Regions from separate parts of the Danio rerio genome. Here region 1 is linked to region 2. A link is a contact called in public Micro-C data. All regions are on one chromosome and are shown on one strand. The core of a region is the stretch at or near the end of the contact, and the rest is flanking DNA. Distances in the headings are between cores, read along the strand shown. Region 1 has its middle 20 kb from the start of plxnb2a.2. Region 2 has its middle 74 kb from the start of plxnb2a.1.

Evidence for each region. Hi-C and Micro-C count contacts between places; a contact is called where the count stands out from the background.
Region 1: a contact with region 2 is called in a Micro-C map of caudal fin, with 5 times the contacts expected there. The contact joins two enhancer-like sites. A contact is called at or near these places in 2 of 18 Hi-C or Micro-C datasets (caudal fin and gastrula embryo).

The regions. Positions count from the first base shown.
Region 1 is chr4:15,201,397-15,207,863 of GRCz12tu, forward strand. It overlaps a transcript of plxnb2a.1 not described here. Among named protein-coding and RNA genes, the nearest start is that of plxnb2a.2, 20 kb to the right of the region's middle. Within about 2 kb of position 1,790, at least 1 of the 62 cell types and tissues checked has an H3K27ac peak or open chromatin away from gene starts, as enhancers often do. A contact at or near this core is called in caudal fin, where this site is marked.
Region 2 is chr4:15,139,650-15,146,371 of GRCz12tu, forward strand. It overlaps a transcript of plxnb2a.1 not described here. Among named protein-coding and RNA genes, the nearest start is that of plxnb2a.1, 74 kb to the left of the region's middle. Within about 2 kb of position 3,047, at least 1 of the 62 cell types and tissues checked has an H3K27ac peak or open chromatin away from gene starts, as enhancers often do. A contact at or near this core is called in caudal fin, where this site is marked.

The DNA of each region.
Region 1 (6,467 bases), core at 540-3,039, 60 kb after region 2:
GAAACTGCTGAGACACAAGTCAGCGACACAAAGCAGGAAGACAGAGCCAGAGTTTCACATGATTATCCTGATTCTTTAATCAAGACTTACAGAATGTGAAGCCTACAAATACAAACACACAAAGTCCTCGGGAAGTGCATGAATGAGGCCACTGTGTATTGCCTGCGTGTTCCTCATCAAGAAACACAAATAAACACAGTCATTGCTCATAGAAGATGAAGAATAGAGGAAGAAAGAGGGGGTAAAAGAGTGCACTCACTCTCTCTGTTTTTGACCATTGATCTTTGACCTTGAGGGGGCCGGATGACTTCCTGCTCGAGCAGCCGGTTCGCTCTCGTAGAAAGGAATCCGAACTAAGTTTTGTGCCCATTTATGCGTATTCCATTATGAATAACAACACATTCAATAATAAACTGGCTTCCAGCTTCTGTTTTATTTCAGCAAATTACACTGTAAAAAAAAACATCTGTTTATTAACCGTTTACGTATTTTAAGTGTTTTCCATTTATTTACCGTTGTGTATTGCATTTTGGGTCTTTAATCTCTGCTTTGTCGATTTTTGATGCTGAAATTCAACCCTACAGTTTAACAAAGTGACTTTTATTGACATTTCAGTAGTTTAAAAACATTCAATTTAATTTAAATGAAATAATAATAAAATAGAGAGAAAAAAAGTGTAAAATAACAAAAAATGTACTGGCAGTTTACTACAAGGTTTTGTACCATAAAACAAAAACACCAACTCAGACAATATATCACTCTAAACTATTAAAAACATTAATAAAAGTCACTTTTAAAAAACTTTTTCATGTTAAAAATAGCTGGAAGACAGATAAAAATCCCATAATGCAACTCAAAAGCATAAACAAATAAGGAAAAATAAAAATATGAATTCAAAAATATGGAAATCTGCTAAATACAGTATTTTTTTACAGCATAGTTACTACTTGATTTTATTTTAATGTGACACACTAAGAAGTCAGGCAATAGAAAGTTAATTGTTAATAATACCCTTCAACTGAGCTAATATTCGTCTAATTATAGTCATCAAATCAGTGCAAGCACTCCAAAACTAATGCAATCACAAATCACTCCTGATATTTTTTTCACATCATTGGTGTAACTAGGGTTTAGGTTAACAAAGTGAGGATTAAAAGTGGATTTAAAGCGTTAAATCCACCCCAAAATGAAAAATCTGTCATCATTTACTCACCCTCAAGTTGGTCCAAACACACAAGACTTCTGTTTGTTTTTTAATAAAGACTGAATGAAATCAAACGTAAGAGACTTGTTTCACTCCAATAAATGTCTATTCAACCAAAACTCCTTCAATGCCTCAAAATGGTTTAAGAACTAAATACATTCTGAATTAAAAATGTTTATCTTATAATGCTACCCTGTCTCTTCAGAACGCTTTGATTAAACTGGTTGATTCACATGGATAATTCATCTCTTCTGAGTGAAAAAAGAAAGCTCTCAGATTTGATTTAAAATATTGCCATCTGTGTTTCAAAGATTTCTCATGGGTTTGGACAATTAAACTTTCGTTTTAGGGCAAACTAACCTCTTTATGCACAAGATACGAATAAAGAAATTTCCAAGAAACATTGTGCATTAGTACTAAATGCCATCTGGCGTCGCTTTCTCCATCTGAAATAACCATCCAGGTGAGCTTTTGAGCATAGCTGCCAATCTAATGCACTTGAAACTTCCAGGAAAAGATTCAGCAGTTTAGTAATGCTTTAACACATACCTTTAACTCATAAACAAACATTCAAAATGATGATCGGTTGTGTAACATTTGCAAGCACTTAACTTCAATACGATATAAACAACAACGCAGCCATCCAATTACAGAGGAGAGGGAAATTTGATTACCCCATTACAGTTGATTTTATCACAACAGCTTGTATAATATGAGAGCTGGGTGTAATTGGGAGAATAAACAAGCCAGGAGAAAATGAAATGAATGTAAGTGAAACTCTTCAGATGATGGCGTCAACAACAGAGATAGCTTTACACACACACACACACACAGGCTGTGACAAATGGTTCACGGACAATCGAACACAACATCCCATCATTAAACTTGGTTTTACATCCCTAAAGAGCATCTTAGGTGGGATTGCGGAAGCTATTCTATTAGTTGACTTTTTTCATCAACAGAACATCATAAAAGATTTTAATTGGAAATTCGTTGAAAATTAAAGCTAACTAAGACTTTTAAAGTCAAAATAAAAGTGCCGCTATTATGGATTTTGGAAAATTTCCTTTCATGCATGCAACACAGCTCTATGTGAATAACAACATACAGCTGAGGTTTAAATCAGAAAGTGTAATGTGTATAAACTCAACACAATCTCACGGCAATTCGTAACTTTTTCATTTAATGGCAAATTCGTACAATCTAATTCGTACATTTTAGTACGATTTGCTCATCCCCCAATGACGGTTGGGTTTAGGGGTGGGGTTAGATGCCACACCTCCTTTTTAAAATCGTACAATTTCTTACGACTGAACTTGTACGAATTCGTACGAATTAGCCACTAAACTGCCAATACATAAAATACTTACGTTTTCTCGTGAGATCAGGCTGACAAACTACAGTCATGGACTCTCAAAAACAAAGAGTCCATAATATGAATTGTCATGCATACGAATCATCAGCCATTTTTGTGACATCTAAACAAAACGTTGCCTACAAGTGTGCTTAAAAAGCTTGTATATTAAAGACAAATGCCTATTATAAGACAATTAAAGAGCTTTCTTAAGTTGCATAGATACCTGTTGTTGGGGACTCCCAAAACCAAACTATGGCCTTTCATAATTCATAATCAGGGCACTTCAATTCACATGGCATGACAATACATGTCTTATAAAGTAAAACTGCCAATATTTATAAACATAATCTGCAATTAGCCCTCTTGCATTGTTGTGGCATGTGTATTATAAGCAGTGATTAAATTTGTTTTTTGACTCTCAATCTGCATTCTAAGGGTCTTTTAACTTATGATAAACATCAACCACAGCACGGATGACCTGAAGGCCATTTTTTGGGTGAACTAGCCCTTTAAGACAGCATATGTCTGGCATCAGCACAGTGTTAGGAGCAAACATCCTGCTACAAAAAGCAAACAGAGAAGGAAAACAGTTTGAGTTATCAACAACCAGGGGCGCCTCCAAGGGGTGGCCAGGGGTGGCCACGGCCACCCCTCGGTAAACTCTGGCCACCCCTGTGGCCACCCCTTTGGCCACCCCAAAATAATTTTGCGGTTGACATTATTGATTTAAATGAACTTATAAATTCCCAATATTTAGATAAATAAATAAATACATAAATAAATAAATAAAATGCAGTCACTAAATTATTGTTGGTGTTACTGACGTAGCTCTCCCCCTCTGGTTCAATGCTGGTGAAAGCAAACTGACGCATGCGCGCGGAAAACCATTCCCGCGCGCCTCACGCACTCCTGTGTGAATCCCGGTTGGTTGTTTGCATGCACGCCGACATAATAGGCACCGCTCATGCGCCGTGAAACCGGAGTAGCAGCCTTTTGTGCAGAAGTGTCGGCACGCAGCGAGTTTTGAAAGTCGTTTAAAGTTTATATAATATGATGATGATGATGATGATGATGATGATGTTACTTTCACTAAGCATGCCTTTAAAGCAGAAAGGAGGGATAATGAGTCAGGGAGGTAAGACTTCATAACATGATTTCTCAGCCATGATCTGGTCTAAGACCACAGATAATTCTATAATACATTTTTTGTATTCTTTAGAATTGTCATAATTAATTTTCATGTAAAAGGTTTCTTAAGTGATGTTGGCATATCACTCCAGTTGTTGTTTTCCAGTAATATTTAGGACTGATTTCTGTTATTTATTTAGAATAATAATTGTATATTAATATTAATTGTATTTATTTAGAATAAATATAAATAAATTGTTATATTTATTGAATAACAAATCTAACAATTCAAGAGAGGTGGGGGTGTATAGGGTGGTTCGCCCAGGGTGTCATTTAAACTAGAACCGCCACTACCCTCCCCGATCGTCCTTGACAGCACGCACACACCTTCAATAGACAGCAATGGATATTTAATATTTACCTTAAGCTACAGTATATCAATAGAAGAAGCTGCATTAATAAAATGGTTCAAAAAGCAATATGGATAAATAATATTATTAGGTATAGTGAGTGTGTATAGTAATGCCTTTTGTTCAGTTTGTTCATTTGTTTGGGTAATTAATAAACTCATTATTCTTTCATTCATTTTCTTTTCGGCTTAGTCCCTTTATTAATCCAGGGTCACCACAGCAGAATGAACCGCCAACTTATCTAGCACATTTTTACACAGCGGATGCCCTTCCAGCTGCAACCCATCACTGGGAATAATAAACTCATTAATCTTCATTAATTTTAGACATGGCATATCTCGTATGATGTACAATAAAGGCACGTAAAAAAAGAAGTCATTTATACAGTATATGAAAAGTGTTTTTAAACTAAACATAGATTTTTATTTGGTTTGCACATGTATTTGCTGAATTATTTCAAAGAATAAATTGCAATATTTCAAGTAGAATTAATTAAATGAATAAAACTACATTATTTCGTTTACCAGAAACAAAAATATAACATTACACTGAATTCATTATTTTTTTTTGTGTGCCACCCCAAGATTTGGTGCGGCCTCTTCTGGCCACCCCTAAGAAAATTTTCTGGGGGCGCCACTGTCAACAACATGCAAACATGTGTAAAACCCGAAAATCCTGTTTCTGCAAGACCTCAAGGAATTGGAGGCAAATCTGGTTTATAAACCCTGAACAGAAGCCAACATGACACTCGCAAAAAAAGTATCATGTTTTTTTGACAATCCAAAAGCATAATCATATGTATTATGACCATACAAATACCAAAGAATGTCGCGTTTTACGCACGCGGTAAATTCGGGTAAACGATTTAATCGACTTCGTTTATCTTTGCACATTCTCGCGACTCCCACGCGTGATTTATCGCTTATTTACATATTTAAACAATCAACTGATAGCTAAAACAATGCCTTGCAAAAGTTGCACGTCAATAACACTCTAGGTTTGTTTGTTATACGCGTAACTAAGCTTCTAACGCGGTGACCGCGAGTCCACTTTTCCCAAATCACTGCTTCAATCTGCTTTAATTTGAAAGAATGTCACAAATGTAGCGATAACAGCAAAAGTGTGAAGGAGAAAAGCGCGAGACTAAAGAAATTGAGCTGTTTATATGTTAGTTTGAAACGTTTACAAACACTAGCGAAGGAGAAATGTAAACCACGCATCTTAAAACAAACTGAAAGTTCAACACTCACCTTTCCGAGAAACAACTCGCGACGGCGGATCAAGATTTCTTGTCCTTTAAACTGCAAGAGTCCGATCGCAATGAAAGCTTTACATTATTCGTCTCCCAAAAAAACAAGATCGCCGAAGCTGGCGGAAAAAAATAAAAGCGTATTCCTTGAGAAAAGCCGGGGAGGCAGTTCACTTTGTTAGGGAAATCCGAGGAACTATGGGCGATGTTGGGAATCCAGTCGTCGAAAACAATTCCTGTCCTTTTTCCACGCCCTGTAGGCTGAGCTTCAGAAAGCCGCCAGGTGCGCGTGAAGTGTGGACGTTCACGAGTACCTGTGTGAGTTTTTGAGTGATTTCGGAGAAGCAGAAGAGCCCGCGGCTGATGTTTGAGGACACTGGACTCATCTGGACCTGCCCGACTGACCAGAGGGAGCACTCGAGCGCGCTCTCGCCTTCACGCGCGCTCCTTGCTGTTAACACTGCTCTCTCTCTCTCTCTCTCTCTCTCTCTCTCTCTCTCTCTCTCTCTCTCTCTCTCTCTCTCTCTCTCTCTCTCTCTCTTTAAATTCAAGTTTTATTAGTGGCGTAATTTTGCATGTTATGTTGGCAACGCTCCAATCCAATGATAAAATATCATAAAAAATGAAATAAATATATAATAATAATAATAATAATAATAATAACAATGAATATTCTATTTAATATCATATTAATATAATTTAATGGTGGTGCAGTGGGTAGCACAATCGCCTGGGTCAGTTGGTGTTTGTGTGGAGTTTGTATGTTCTCCCTATGTTTGCATGGGTTTCCTTTGGGTGCTCCGGTTTTCCCCACAAGTCCAAAGACATGGTATAGGTGAATTGGATAAGCTAAATTGTCTGTAGTGTATGTATATAAGGATGTTTCCCAGTGATGGGTTACAGCTGAAAGGGCATCCACTGCACAAATCCTATGCTGGATAAGTTAGTGATTCATTCCGCTGTGGTGATCCCAGATTAATAAAATGACTAAAAAGCCAAAAAGAAAATAAATGAATGAAATTTTAATGTCACTGTATATATATATATATATATATATATATATATATATATATATATATATATATATATATATATATATATATATATATATATATATAT
Region 2 (6,722 bases), core at 1,797-4,296:
CCTTCTCTCGAATTTACAATCATAATAATAAAGACATCTGTACAAAAACATTATTAACATTATAAAGCGTTAAAGTTGAAACTAAATTGCTAACAGACGGTTCAAAGGTTTAAAGTTAGCACACCGCTAACTTGTTTTATGCACTGCTGGCATGTTACTAATGTTTAGCTAGCATGTTTTAATAAGCTGCTAACAAGTGTTAACATGTTACTTCATGCTTCTGTTTCAGTATGTTGCAAGCTTATGTTAACATGCTTAACGCGTGTTCATACTTCCACATTGCTCTCTTTCCCTCACTCTGCAATACCAGGCCATGAGGTTTTATTCTACAGACAAATTCTGCACACACTGTCCTCTCAGAGATGCTGCTCACATTTCAACATGCTGCTTGCTCTTTTAAATTTAACATGTTTTTAACATGATTCAACACAGCTAATGGTACACATTACTGTTAATATGAACTACCATGCTATTGTTTTAGCATGTTGCAAACATGTTTTAACGTTTGAATGTTTCAAACATGATTAAACACAACTAGAATGTACAGTAATGCCATAGGCAACATGCTTCTAGCAAGATTTAGCATATTTCACTTACATAATAATAATAATAATAATAATAATAATACGATAATTTTCTTTGCTTTTTAAACAGAAAATGGCAGGACAGTTTAAAACAGAAGGAAAGCTGTCTTCTGTTTTGACATTGACAAACCATACGGATAAATGAGAAATATCACATAAGTAGCAATGCCATGTGGCTGTATATCGGCACCGGTGGGAGGTGTGTTCCACCAGTGACGATATACAGCAATTTCTCACTGCAACTCATGTGATATTGCGTTTATACAACAGTTTGACAGCATAATCGTGTGTATAAAAAAAAAGAATCAAATGGAGAGTCTAAAAATCTTTTTGTAAGAGGAACTACTTTATTCCGCCATTCATTCACATCTGCGGCTGACATCAGAACAGCAGAAACCATTGCTACTTCACCAACGTCACTTTAGTGCTAGTATTTGAATGATTCTGTAGCGTAATGTCTAAAATGATGAAAAAACAGGCCATTTTGCTCACATTTTAAGATTATAAGGCTGAACTACATGAAATGACATCAGTCTACAGAGATATCTCCCAGTATTTCTCTGTTGCAATCAGGAGATCCCAATAATTAACCCCGAACAAGCCAAAGCAACACAAGCACTACCGGGTTACTGTTGTGTTTGTTATAAGGAAAAACGCTAAACACATGCAGGCATTTCTTTTTTCTTTCTGTTTACTGAACTAGTCTGCATGAACGTAAACAGGAGACTCATTAGAAACAAGATGGCCAACCAAAAAGTAACTCAGGGTTATACAAAGAGCGGCCAACACAAAATACACACATTCCATATATGAGTCATATCTCACATTCAATACACTAAAATTACTATGGTATAAATACAGCACTACTACAACATACAAGATAGAGCGATCGACTTAGAATGTCACTCACCAATTTTATAACGATTTAATCAGCTGTTAGAAATGATGAGTTTTTCTCTTCTAAGAAAAAATCATGCTGTCTCTGTCGTCATCTTGTAGATGGACAATGTCAACCGTCTTTAGTCTGCTCAATGTCAGGTAAATGGCCGCCGATGTGCTGTCTCTGAAATTATAAATATTTAAAATTAGCACTATCCTTATAAATAAACTGCATAGTTGCAATATAAACAACTACATTCTACCTTAAAATGGCTCAAAAGTTCATTATGTTGTCCAACAGCTGCAATATTTTTCAAACTGTAGTAAGTTTATTGATCTGTTATCATTTCGTGTGGACGGAGTAATACACAAGAGTAAAGAGGCTGTATGAGTTCTGATATTGCAGAATATCCCACAACTGTCAGCCAATCAGATTCGAGAACCAGACAGAACAGTTGAATAAAAGTTGTGTTGTGAGCTGTTCACAGTAAATCACAGTACATACAAAACGTCAGATTACATGATAATATAATTTATATGCAGTCTTTGTTTATATAAAGACATATGAATTTCTATTCACCTTAATTCCAACAAATTTATACAGGAATTGCAATCATTTTCAGCTGTAACAAAGCAAACCCTGAACATCCCAACCAAACACAAGAACTCTTAAAAAGGGCAGAGATTTGACAGGCCACGTCTGTCTTGTCTACAGCAGAAAGACAAGGACCGCAGGGAGTGCAAAGGTCAGATTTAACAGCGTTTTTCCACTAAACAAAAAAAAAAAGGGTAGAGGATTTCCCCCGGTGCACAGAGATCTGAGATAGTAGCACATTTACAAACATCAAATAGGGCACTTTCTTGGCTAAAAAAGTTTGTGAAGGCTGGAACAGGGAGTGAACAACCACACAAACACAGAGACATCTCCCTCAAAGAGCAAGAATTTAATCACCAACAATAACAACCGGTCTTTAGCTCGCGAGGCAAAGCGTCCGGTTCCTACATGCGCCATTTGGTTTTCATCTCAATACGCAGTTGTTCAGACAAATCAATCTATTCACATTACCACCGGCATCAATGCAAATCCAGAACTGCTTAAATAGTCATACCTCAACGTCGACAGTTCAATGCCTTTGTTGGAACCAAAAGAGGCCACGATGTCGAAGTGGGGAAAAAAAAAGCAAAAACAGCTGCCATTCCAGCTCCATGTGCAATTTATGAGGCAAAATTGAAATGGGGAGATATTCATCTTTATTACAACATGGCAGATCAGACGATGATTCGAGACATGGGGTAATGTAATGAACCTGTCGCTAGGAAAGAGGGCTGAGGCTAGTCATTACCCCGAGCTGTCAAACGCAGCCTCCTTCATTCACCTCACTCATAATAGAGCTTTTCTCATCGCACAAATGAATACAAATGTCTTCCTGTGAATGACTCCGACATTGCACCTGACAGCCAGGTGTACATGGGCGGAGAGCAATTTGTTTTGAAAAAGCGAGCCTTTTAGTGTTAGCGTTAGCTGTTGTAAATGTGTGCTTGCGTGTGAATGGGATATAGGTGTGTGTGATTGAACGTAGGTGTGTAGATTAAACAGTCCCAAATGACATGTTCTCCAAAGACAGCTGTGTGCGGAGGAGGAGATTTTTTTTTTTTGTGCATCTGGGTCTCATGTCGTGTTTAATTGTAATTCTTCCTTTAGTTTTTGTGGATGTTGGTTTCGTCTCAATGGAGAACTGCAGCTGGAGGACTAGAAACTAGCTGGATTTTAATAAAGGGCCCCTCCTTAACCCTGGAGAGCAGAAACACGATGGAATTGTTCCAATTAAACTCACAATGTGTTGCATCATGGAAAAAAATAGAATAGAATAAAATAGAACACAATAAAACAGAATAAATTCCAAAGTGTATTGTTAAAAATAAAATAAATAAAAACTTACAAATTCCAACAGGAATTCCAAAGTATATTATAACACACACAAAAAAACAACAATAATAAAATAACAATAAAATAAATAAATAGATCCAATAGGAATTCCAAAGTGAAAGAAAAATCTAAATAAATAAAAAATAAAAATAAAATTAAATTACATTAAAAAATACAATTCAACATGAATTCCAAAGTGTATTGTTTGAAAAACAAGAAACAAAAAAAAAATATAAGTAAATAAATAAATTCCAACAGAAATTCTAAAGTGGACTGTTAAAAATGAATGAAATGAATAAAAAAATTAAATAAAATTGAAATTAAAGAGGATTTCCAAAGTGTATTGTTAAAAAAATAAATAAATCAATAAATAATTAAAATAAAATTTCCAAAGTGGATTGGTAAAAAATAAAAACAAATAAAATAAACTAGAAATTTCCAAATTCTAAAGCAGACTGTTAAAAAACAAAAAAAATAAAATAAAATAAAATAAAATAAAAAAATTTAATAAACACTCCATGATCGTGAGTCATTCAAGTCATGTGTTTTGACTCTTTTGTAACGAAACTGGCTGCATGTTCTTGCATTCAACAGAAAGATGAGCCATTTATTTATTGCTTCTGTTTATGGCACTTTTTATAGCACAAGTGATTTCATAAAAATAACCGCTCATATGTGTCATGTGTTTCTCAATCTTTTGAAGCTAAACTAGTCGCATGCTGTTGCATTTTGAAGAAAAAGGATCTGTATTCAATCTTTATACTTTCATATTTATAATATTTTGACATAAAAAATAGTATCTAATAATTATAGAAATCAATTAAGATACCAATACAAATAGATTTAAATATAAATGAAAAAACTAATTGATTTGTTAGATTTGTAAGATGTCCAAAAAAAAAGCAAGTTAAACTTAAATGGGACAGATGCTTTGTTAACAGCAAACTTTGTAACCACACAACATCGCCCCGAATAATATCCCGAAATCGCCAGATGAGTCACTGGAAGCAATTTTCTGCTGTCTCAGAGCGTGAAAAGCACTTCGTCTGGGCTAAAAGATGCCCTGCGATGCACCAGTCCACAACTGGTTTGCCAACTTAATATCCTGCCCTGATCTGTGTCAGGAAAAACTGCAAATCCTGAGTCAGATTAGCATCTGAAAGAAAAAATCTCAAGTTTGTAGAAGCACTGCAAGGTCATCATCGATCATAGAGAATAAAAAAAAGCCACAGATAATAATACAAACAAATTCTGAACACATTTAAGCAGAATGCACATTGAAAAAAAGATGAATTGTAGAAACTCAGAAAATACTAACAAAATGTAATTCATTCAAAACAAATGGTGCCTTTGAAATGAATAGCAGGAAGATACAAGTCTTGTCAAATCTACTTCAAAAACATTTTTTACAGTATAGTCTATATAGGCAATATATTATCTGATTTTTTTGCAATTGATTATTAAGTGTAAATTGAATCTCAGATAATTGTCAAGCAAAATAAAGCAAATTGTGTTGCTGAATATCCAAGTGGCTAAAACAGACAATTAAATAAGTAAAAAAAAATAAGGAATTAATATATACTTATATAGTGGAAATTATATAGTGAAAATATAATTAAAAACAAATATAAAAAATTATTTAAATAAAATTATTCATTAAAATGTAATAATAAATTAAAACGGATTTAATTTAATTCATTAAATGTATAAACATTCTCGTTAAAACACTTAATAGTATTTACAGGAAAAAAAACAAACTATAATAACATATAAAATAAAATATTTACATAGATCTTAGCCTATCAACGATATTACAATTACACAAATGAACAAAATAAAATGTTCTCTTAAAACAAATCTAAAAGTCAGAGGAAATAATATTATATTTGTATTATACAGCCTTGATATCAAAAGCAACACAAAAGTAGGCCTACTATGCAAAGGTATGCATTCTTTTTTACATAAATCAAACAATTCCGAAAGAATAGTTTATAAAGCCATTATAAACCAACATTTCCATCAGTTTTCTATGCATTTATTTTAGTAGCAAATAGAGGTATCTTTAAAAAACAATGTTAATGGGACAGATGACCCAACAAATAAAACTTACTATTTAATACACTCTCAGAAATAAAGGTACAGGAGCTGTCACTGGGGCAGTACCTTTTCAAAAGACACATATTTGTACCCCCAAAAAATCCACATCGGTTTTTTCTAAGGGGCATATTAGTACCCAAATGTACCTAAAAAGTAGCTTTGAGGTACCATTATGAACCCTTCAGGTACAAATTTGCACCTTTTGAAAAGGTACTGCCCTGGTGACAGCTCCTGTATTTCTGAGAGTGTAGAATAAGCTGCACAATCTACATTATAAAAGCGCTATATATAAAAATTTATTAAAAATAATGAAATATTAACTTTCGCTCAAGTGGTTCCAAACCTATTAATTCTGTTGAACACTAAAGAAGACATTTTGAAGAATGCTGGGAAACAGGCAACCTTTGACTTCCATAATAGGAAAAACAAATACTATGGTAGTCAATGGTTTCCAACATCTTCCAGAATATCCTTTCCTTTGTGTTCAACAGAAGAAAGAAAGTCAAAATGAGTGAAGGATGACAGAATTTTTAGTTTCGGATGAACCCTCCCCTTTAAACCTGGTTATTTTCTTTATTAATTGATTCCGTCCCGTATAAAACAGCTGGAAGCAAAGTGGATTGAGGACAGCTGAGATCAGCATCACCCGCTGGGCTGAGGACACGACTTAGCATTTTCATTAATATGAAAAAGACAAAGAGGGCAGAGCTCAAGTCAATAATTAGATCATTTTCATAATTTAATATCTCCGTTCAGCTAAGATTGACTTAAAGGTTGCATGTAGAGATCATGGGTGAGCGCAAGTAAAGGTCACACACGGCTCTATTTCTAATATATATTATCATATCATATACACACTCCAGAAAAAAAAAAAAAAAAAAAAAAAAAACACACATTGAAGTTTAATCCATTAACTGTTTGTAACCTGTTGATTTTAATGTATCTGTTTTTAATATACATGTTGTCTTGGAATCACTCTAAATCTGTTTAAAAAATAAATAAATAAATAAATAAATTGAACACTTTTAGATTTAATCGATTTAAGATATGAATATAGCATAAATATATCTAACTGTAGGAAAAAGGCAGATGCAATTAGTTTAATGAGATTGGCTTACTTGATATTCAGGGGCAAAACTGATGCATACTCCACACAATAGATGAATTAATAAGCATTGAAAAATATATTGGATTTATTAATGATATTTTTACATAAATCTTGTTCCGATTTGTTT